Linked DNA regions of Mus musculus: region 1 is linked to region 2. The links are chromatin contacts, called in public promoter capture Hi-C maps. All regions are on one chromosome and are shown on one strand. The core of a region is the stretch at or near the end of the contact, and the rest is flanking DNA. Distances in the headings are between cores, read along the strand shown.

Region 1 (4,472 bases), core at 311-2,810, 320 kb after region 2:
ACATATCCTTTCTTTCCCACTACCTCGGGTAGGTGGTGGGCTACAAGAGAGGTTATAGCATTTATGAACTACCATTAAAAAAAAGGTTTAAAAACATTAAAAATTACAACTACCAGTTGATTAATCTATGTATGAAGTCAGAGTCCTTAAGATCTAGTCACTTAGGCTGGGTGGTGGTAGCACACGCCTTTAATCCCAGCACTTGGGAGGCAGAGGCAGGTGGATTTCTGAGTTCGAGGCTAGCTTGGTCTACAAAGCAAGTTCCAGGACAGCCATGGCTATACAGAGAAACCCTGTCTTGAAAACCAAAAAAAAAAAAAAAAGATCTTGTCACTTCCTAAAGATCAGCAGCCAAGCCTGTGCATGAGAGCTTTCAGGTGGCATTTCTGACTCCAGCCAAGCATTCTCATGTGGTTCGAATGACAACAGGTCCCATTGGCTCAAGTTTGAACAGTTGGTCCCCAGCTGGTGAAACTGGGAAGGCTTAAGAGATGTAGCCTTGTTGGAGGAGGTGTGTCATTGGGGGTGGGTCAGGGGGTTTCAAAAGCCTCCCACTGGGCTGGAATGATGGCTCAGCAATTAAGAGCACTGACAGCTCTTCTGAAGGTCCTGAGTTCAAATCCCAGCAACAACATGGTGGCTCACAACTATCCATAATGAGATCTGATGCCCTCTTCTAGTGTGTCTGAAGACAACTAAAGTGTATTTACATATCTTTTTTTTTTTTTTTTTTAGGTTTTTCGAGACAGGGTTTCTCTGTGTAGCCCTGGCTGTCCTGGAAATCACTTTGTAGACCAGGCTGTCTTCGAACTCAGAAATCTGCCTGCCTCTGCCTCCTGAGTGCTGGGATTAAAGTCGTGTACCACCATGTCCATACTTACATATAATAAAAAAAATCTTTTGCCGGGCATGGTGCACATGCCTTTAATCCCAGCACTCGGGAGGCAGAGGCAGGCAGATTTCTGAGTTCGAAGACAGCCTGGTCTACAAAGTGATTTCCAGGACAGCCAGGCCTATACAGAGAAAGAAACCTTGTCTTGAAGAAAAAAAAAAAAAAAAGTAAAATCCCCCACCCTCCCTAATGTTCTCTCTCTTCCTCTTTGTTCCGGGTTCCAGATGTGACTTTCAATCACCCTTCATTCTGCCAACATGGATTTTAGGCCTCTGAAGCTCAAGTGAAATTAAACCTTCAGGTTTCCCTGCTTGCGTGTTTTCTCTCAGCAACAAAGAGCGACTTAAGACAATTCCCCAAAAATAAACAAGAGAGGGAGGGCCTGGTGGCACACACTTTTAGTCCCAGCACTACGGAGGCAGAGACAGGAAGATCTCTGTGAGTGTGAGGCCAGCCCAGACTCCAGAGAAAGATTCCATCTCAAAATAAACAAACAGGAGGACATACTGATATGAAAGGAACTTTGACTACCTTTGACTGCTTTCTATTTTATTATACTGTTTATCTTAGCTGGGGCTGACCTTGAACTAGAGGGTTGGGATGCAGCTGTGGTAATAGAGTACTTGCTTAGCTGAGAATGAATGTGAAATTCTGATCTTGTCTCTGCATCCCTGATTCTGGGGCTGCAGGCATGTGTTGCTGCTCCCAGTGTTTATGGCACTGGGGATGGCTTCCAGTACTCCACCAACCGAGCCACGTCCCTTTGGCTGAATATTTCATACTCCAGGGCATAGAGTAGCTTCCTGTTTTTCACAGCTGACTGATATTTTGATTTTTTTTTTAGTTGTCAACGCTGAGATGACATTTTGTATAATACATACTACAAAATGGCAATTTCAAAAATTGTTAGAAATTCTATCCTAATCTTAAGCTAAAATTTAGTCAATGGTCATTTATTTACTTTGGAGACAGGATCTTACCATGTACTTTTGACTGACCTGGAATTTGCTATTTAGACCAGGCTGGTCTTCAATTCACAGAAAACTGACTGCCTTTGCTCCTGAGTGTTGGGGTTAAAGATAGATGCCTTCATACCTGATCTATCATTCAATGATCTATCTTTCTTTCTTTCTTTCTTTCTTTCTTTCTTTCTTTCTTTCTTTCTTTCTTTCTTTCTTTCTTCCTTCCTTCCTTCCTTCCTTCCTTCCTCTCTCTCTCTCTCTCTCTCTCTTTCTTTCTTTCAATAAAACTTAAGTCAACAACACAAATAACACTTTAAAAAAGCAAATGTCCGCCGGGCGTGGTGGCGCACGCCTTTAATCCCAGCACTCGGGAGGCAGAGGCAGGCGGATTTCTGAGTTCGAGGCCAGCCTGGTCTACAGAGTGAGTTCCAGGACAGCCAGGGCTACACAGAGAAACCCTGTCTCGAAAAAAAAAAAAAAAAAAAAAGCAAATGTCCTATGGGTATAGTGGTAAACACCTTTAATCCCAGCACCCAAGAAGAATAGGCATGAGTTTGAGGCTAGCCTGATCTACATAGTAAATTCCGGTTCAGCCAGGACGACAACAAAGCAAACATTCTAACATAATACACTCTATAGATGTGCTACTGTGGCCTGACGGCATGCACGGTAGTACACTAGCGTGCCATGTGTTCAAAAGCAAGACTACCGAGGCCCGTGATACAACACAGGCACATGTGGTCAGAAACACGTCAGATTCATTTCATGTTTGACTTTGAATTCGGTTTTGGAGTCTGCGTGTCCAGAAAACTTCTGCTGCCACCAAATGTCTTGCACACCCATACAATCACTTAGGTGTCCATAGGGGGTCTCCACTCACAGTCTAGGAAGCTATAGGTCAGTGTGGTGGTTCATGACTATAATGCAGCATTTGGGAAGTGGAGGCAGGGGGAATCAGGTGTTCAAGATCAGCCTGGCTTACTTGAAAAAGAGAGAAAATGGTGCAAAGAGAGAAAATGGTGGGAAGAGGAAGAAAAGAAAATGAAACTAAATGAAATTATGAGTCAGGCAAGCACTTTATGGCTGAGCTATATATCCTTAGCTTCCTTTTCCTCCTCTTCCTCTTCCTCTTCCTCCTCCTCCTCCTCCTCCCCCCTTCCTCCTCAGCCCTATCCTCCTCACCTTCTGTTTGTTTCGATAAGATCTGGACTCATTATAAGCCTTGGTCTGGAGCTTGCTAAATAGACCCAGACTGTCTTTAAGTTTGAAGCAATGTCCTTGGATTACTGGAGAGCAATACAATGCCTGCTTTCTGTCTCATCTTATTTCAGTTCCAGGAGATTACATCTGAACTCCACCTACCATTTTCCCCCACCCCCCACCCCCCAAAAAATTAAAAAATAAAAAATGAAGTGAACCTGGGTAGGGGAGCTGCCTTAAGAGATTCTAACTGAAAACAAAACAGGCTAGGGGTGTCACTCTGTCCATACAGTATTTACCCAGCATTCATAAGGACCTGATTTGATCTTCAGCATTATATGGTCTGGGCTTGTTGGCACATGCCTGTAATCCCAGCATTTAGGAGGCAGGAGGATCACAAGTTTGAGGCCAACTTGGGTCACACAGTGGATTTAAGGGTACACCTCCCAACCACATAACAAACTGTCTCAAAGAAATAAAAACAGGCCTTAGCCATGGGATTGCCCTGCCTCACATTTTCAGACCTGAGCATGATGGTCTTCAAGTGTCCTCTAAGGTCCCTTGTCTGGGTATGGGCTGCCCTCTTAACTCTGTGACAGGGAGGGACGAGAATAGCAAAACAGGCCTGGTAAAACACTGTCCTTGAGAAAAGCCAGAAGGGGAATGTTTCTCAGAGGTCACTGTTGTTTATCCCATAAGTTTTAAAACAACTACAGTGAGAAGGAGAACTGGGAAACAGCCTGGAGCAAAAGCTCAGCTCAGTCTGGAACCCTGCAGAGGCTTCCTGTCCTGCTGAGGATGTCCTGTGCAGCCAGCTTTTGTGGATGTTAAGAGCTGAATTTGATGTGTGTCTCTGTCTGTGACTGTCTTAGTCAGGGTTTCTATTCCTGCATAAAACACGCATCCCCAAGAAGCAACTTGGAGAGGAAAGGGTTTATTCTGCTTACACTTCCACATTGCTGTTCATCACCAAAGGAAGGCAGGACAGGAACTCACACAGGGCAGGAGCCTGGAGGCAGGAGCTGAAGCAGAGGCCATGGAGGGTGCTGCTTACTGGCTTGCTTCCCCTGGCTTGCTCAGCCTGCTTTCTTATAGAACCCAAGACCACCAGCCCAGGGATGGCACCACCCACAATGGGCTGGCCCCTCCTCCCCTTGATCACTAGTTGAGAAAATGCCTTACAGCAGGATCATGGAGGCATTTCCTCAAGGGGGGCTCCTTTCTCTGGGACAACTCCAGCTTGTGCTAAGTTGACACACAAAACCAGCCAGGACAGTGACTGTTTGTTCTTTTGCTTGAAAGCCTCACCAGAGAGGATACTCTGCTCTGCCCAGAAATTTCAGTGGGGAACTCCAATTGTTGCTTTAAAGGAGCTTCTGTCTGTCTGTCTGTCTGTCTACCTGCCTGCCTTGCCTACC
Region 2 (4,623 bases), core at 569-3,068:
ACCATGGAGTTCTGGGAATCGAACTCATGTCTTCAAACTTGTCCGCAAGCCCATTTACTTGCTGAGTCAACCCACTATCCCTTTCCTGCTGTTTTTAAAAACTAACTCTGAGCAAGCCATGGTGGAACACACCAGAACTTTCAGTACTTCAGAGCAAAGGGGCAAGAGAAATGTAGGGAAATACAAGGCCAGCCTGGGCTACACAAAGAAATAAGGAAAGAAAGAGAGAGAAACGAAGACACTAACACTGCTCTTTGTCTCCACATATTTTCTCCCTGGAACAGCTTCCGGAAGTTCAACATTCTGACCTCAAACCAAAAAACCTTGACCCCGGAGGAGGGCCAGAGACAGGGCTTAATTTGGGACTTCGGCTTCTTGGTAAGAAGGGTAAGAATTGGAGTCTAAGCCGGGCGTGGTGGCGCACGCCTTTAATCCCAGCACTTGGGAGGCAGAGGCAGGCGGATTTCTGAGTTTGAGGCCAGCCCGGTCTACAGAGTGATTTCCAGGACAGCCAGGGCTACACAGAGAAACCCTGTCTCGAAAAACCAAAACCAAAACTAAAACAAAACAAAAACAAACAAACTAAAAAAAAATTGGAGTCTAATCCGGAGGAGCAGGAGCTGGGGCATTTCCAGGCCTTGGCCTCTGGGTCCCTTCCCTGACGTTGTGTTTCCTGAATTCGCAGACTCTGGTGGAGCAACGCGCTGTGGGTGCAGGAAAGGGCAACAAGGTAAGGCTGGCGGGTCACTGGAGCGGTGAGCTGAGGCCAGGGACTCAACAGGCTCTGATCACTGTGACCCCTCAGGGGCCGCTGGCAGTGACAGAGGAGTTACATGTCATCAGCTTCGTGGTTGAGTACGTGTACCAGGGTCTGAAGATGAAGCTGCAGGTGAGTGACGGGAAGCGGGGAGCGAGAGAGGCAGCAGATTTAGAGGAAGGGTCAAGGAGGGCACCAACAGAAGCGTCCTGGAGTGGGTGTCCTTGCCCACGCACGGACGCAGATGCCTGCAGTTATAAACATCCCGTTCTCCACCATAACTCCGGTCTTCCTCCCAGACGGACACTCTCCCTGTTGTGATTATTTCTAACATGAACCAACTCTCCATTGCCTGGGCCTCCATTCTCTGGTTCAACATGCTCAGCCCAAATCCCAAGGTAGGAGGAGGAGGAGGCGGCAGCAGCGGAGGCGGCGAGCGGGTGAGGGGCAGAGGTCGCAGGAAGGGCTGCTTCTGAGCCGGCTCACCTGAACCCTGCAGAACCAGCAGTTCTTCTGCCAAGCTCCGAAAGCCCCCTGGAGTTTGCTGGGACCTGTGCTCAGCTGGCAGTTCTCCTCTTACGTTGGCCGAGGCCTCGATTCTGAGCAGCTGGGCATGCTGAGAACCAAGCTGTTTGGTACGGTTTTTCTTTTTGGTCATTCCCTAGCCTTGGCTTGCCCCTACCAGAGTCCTCTGCCTGGCCTTGGCCTCCTTCAGTCATCCGTCTGTGACTCTGATCCACAGGAAAGAGCTGCAAGATGGAGGATGCGCTGTTGTCCTGGGTAGACTTTTGCAAGGTAACACCCTGCAGCCTGTGTCCCGCTAGTCCCCGGTCCAAACACTGGGCACACCTCTTCCCTTCCCCCCACCACGGGCAGCTCCACATCCCTTCCTGCCTCTCTGTTCCTCCTTCAGCGAGAGAGCCCCCCTGGTAAGATCCCTTTCTGGACCTGGCTGGACAAAATTCTGGAGCTGGTGCACGACCACCTGAAGGATCTCTGGAAGGATGGGTAAGGCCTGGCGTCGATTTCCTTAACTGAGCTCAGGACTGCACTTTGGGCGCCCCCTGGTGGCACAAGGGAAAGAAAAAAAACCAACAACAAAAAAACAAAAACAAAAACCCAACCCAATACGGTGCAAGTCCCCATTAGTAATAGCAGTTGTGGTCTGAATTTGTCAAGCATCCACTGTGTTGCAGAGCCTGGAGCCTGCAGGGTGCTTCTGTTCGCGCAACCCCTCTGACCACACTGAGTGGCGGAGTACTTCCACCTTCAGTTCCATGAGGAAACACGCTTAGAGAAATTGGGAACTCCTCGATCAATGGACAGAGTTGTGGGGGCGGGGTGGGGGGCACGAGTGGAGGCGCGGAGGTGTGTCAGTATGTCTCTATTATGTGGCTCTGGCTGACAGTCCTGGATCTTGCTGTGTAGACCACATTTGTCTGTCTACGCTTTCCTCTGCCTCCCAAGCGCTGGGATTAAAGGCATTCACTCCTATGCCCAACCCTATTATATTTTTATGTATTTATTTTGTGTGTCTGTCTGTCTGTCTGTCTGTGTGTGCACGTGGGAGCGCCTGCCTGCGCACACCCGAGTGCATGTGGAGGTCAGAGTATAGCTTACAGGGGTCGGTTCTCTCCTTCCACCATGTGGGTCCTAGAGATTGAACTCAGGCAACCAGGCTGGCGTGAGGTACCTTTCGCTGCAGAGCCATCTCCTCACCCCTCACCTGGGTGCTCTCCTCAGTCTGTCTACTCTGCTCCAGGCGCATCATGGGCTTTGTGAGCCGCAACCAGGAACGCAGACTGCTGAAGAAGATGTTGTCTGGCACCTTCCTACTGCGCTTCAGTGAAACTTCTGAAGGGGGCATTACTTGTTCTTGGGTGGAGCACCAGGATGACGGTCAGCACCCTCCCCCGTACCATTCCTGCAGTCTGCTTTCTGCCAGGCACCCCATACGGACCCTCCCACCCTGACCCTAGGTCCGCTCTTGGAGTGGGGGTGGTGTCTGTTTGGGGTCGGTGTCTGTTTGGTCTGGGAACCCCGGGCCTAGTCTCACTCACTTCATGTTACCACACTATGTCCTTCAGATAAAGTCGAAATCTACTCAGTGCAGCCCTACACCAAGGAAGTGTTACAGTCACTCCCACTGACAGAGATCATCCGCCACTACCAGGTTCTTGCCGAAGAGAACATCCCCGAGAACCCACTCCGCTTCCTCTATCCCCGAATCCCTCGGGACGAAGCTTTTGGGTGTTACTACCAGGAAAAAGGTTGGGGTCTTTAACATACATCCTTCCTAGAATGAAAGTGTTGTCAGATATTGATAGATTCGGCTCCCTCCCTTCACACGCAGGACAGGGCTATACAGAGTGTGCAGTAAGGAGGTAACCTTGTCAGGACCGTCTTGCAATAGGGGAGCGCTGACCTGTGTGACCAGCAAATTGATCTCTCCCATCTCCTGTCTGTCTCCCCACAGTTAATTTTGAAGAACAGAGGAAATATTTGAAACATAAACTCATTGTGATCTCTAACAGGTGAGACACAAACCCTTCACTGGGAGTTCTCTGGCTGACAGTGCTTCCAGCTGCCTAATTCCAGTTGCTCCCCACTCCTCTCCCCCCTCCCTAACTCACCAACCTCTGGTGTTTCCCCCTTTGAGCTGCTCCTCTCTCATGGCTTCCTGCTGCCATCTGTCTTTCCACTGTCTCCCTTATAGTAATGATCACAACCGTTCCTGTTAACGGGACCTTTCCTGATGACAGTAATAGATTTTCTGAAAAAAAAAAAATTTTTTTTGTTCGGTCCTTTAGAGGACCCACTGGGGTAGGTAACAGCAATGGTGGTCATGTGAGTGTCTTTTAAGTTACACGGCTTGGTCAGATCAGTCAACCAGTCAATCAGTTGGTCGACTTCTTTTCTTGTGGTTGTTCTGTTTGAGACAGAGCTATTGGCCTGGAACAGGATATGTAGATCAGGCTGGCCTTGAACTCACCTAGTCTCCCTGCCTCTGCCTCTCAGGTGCTAGAGGTAAGGCACTTGCCACCAGTGCCCGGCTTATTTTTCAATTTACGTGTGTGCACGTTTTGCCTGCATGTATGTACGTGTACCACTTTTGTGTCTGGTGGCAGTGGAGGACAGAAGAAGGTGTCAGAATCCCTGGTCCTGGGATTACAGAAGTCTGGGGGCTGCCATGTGGGTGCTGGGATTCAAACCTGGGACCTTGAAAGAGCATCAGTACTGCTCTTAACCGCTGACCCACCTTTGTTGCTTACTCCTTTGTTTGATGCAAAGTCTCATGTCGCTGAGGCTGGTCTTCCTCAGCCTCCCCAAGTGCTGGGCTTACACCCCCATTTCTTTTTTTCTGTCCTTCATTTGTTTGTTTTCTGAAATAGGATCACACTCGGAAGAAGCCCAGGCTTGTCTGGAGTTCATTATGTAGCTATCCCTCACTAGCCTTGAATATGTGACAGGCTTCCTGCCCTGGCCTTCTGAGTGCTAGAATTGTTATAGGAGTAAGCTTGCTCCGCCTGGGATTGGGATTCATTTAATTAGCTATTCTAACGGTGACACAGTACCCCACTGTGGGTTTGCATTTTCCCGATAATAAGTTAAACGCCTGTTTTTCATACCATTTGCCATGTGTGTATCCTCCTTTTGAGGAATGTCTGTGCAGGTCTTCAACCCAAGCCAGGGGTGGCAACATGGGCCTGTAATCCAGCACACGAGAAAATGAGGCAGGAGGATTGAGCATTTGAGACCAGGCTGGGTTACATTAATGAGACCCTGTCTCAAAGAAAAACAGTAGCTCTTTGAGCCATTTGTAAATAAGATTATTTGCTTTTTGAAGATATATTCACTTTTACCGA

The links. Capture Hi-C pulls out chosen DNA fragments and counts their contacts.
Region 1: a contact with region 2 is called in a promoter capture Hi-C map of liver. The contact joins two enhancer-like sites. A contact is called at or near these places in 1 of 39 promoter capture datasets (pre-B cells), 1 of 115 datasets of contacts at active chromatin or transcription factors (embryonic stem cells) and 1 of 9 other capture datasets (liver).

The regions. Positions count from the first base shown.
Region 1 is chr10:128,601,216-128,605,687 of GRCm38.p6, forward strand. No RefSeq gene overlaps it. Among named protein-coding and RNA genes, the nearest start is that of Erbb3, 14 kb to the left of the region's middle. Within about 2 kb of position 1,561, at least 18 of the 459 cell types and tissues checked have an H3K27ac peak or open chromatin away from gene starts, as enhancers often do. A contact at or near this core is called in liver, where this site is marked.
Region 2 is chr10:128,282,428-128,287,050 of GRCm38.p6, forward strand. It overlaps Stat2 (signal transducer and activator of transcription 2), which reads left to right. Exons shown (of 24, transcript NM_019963.2): 13 at 285-378; 14 at 686-730; 15 at 806-889; 16 at 1,057-1,155; 17 at 1,257-1,392; 18 at 1,500-1,552; 19 at 1,671-1,765; 20 at 2,520-2,656; 21 at 2,845-3,027; 22 at 3,234-3,291. Among named protein-coding and RNA genes, the nearest start is that of Il23a, 13 kb to the right of the region's middle. Within about 2 kb of position 1,819, at least 25 of the 459 cell types and tissues checked have an H3K27ac peak or open chromatin away from gene starts, as enhancers often do. A contact at or near this core is called in liver, where this site is marked.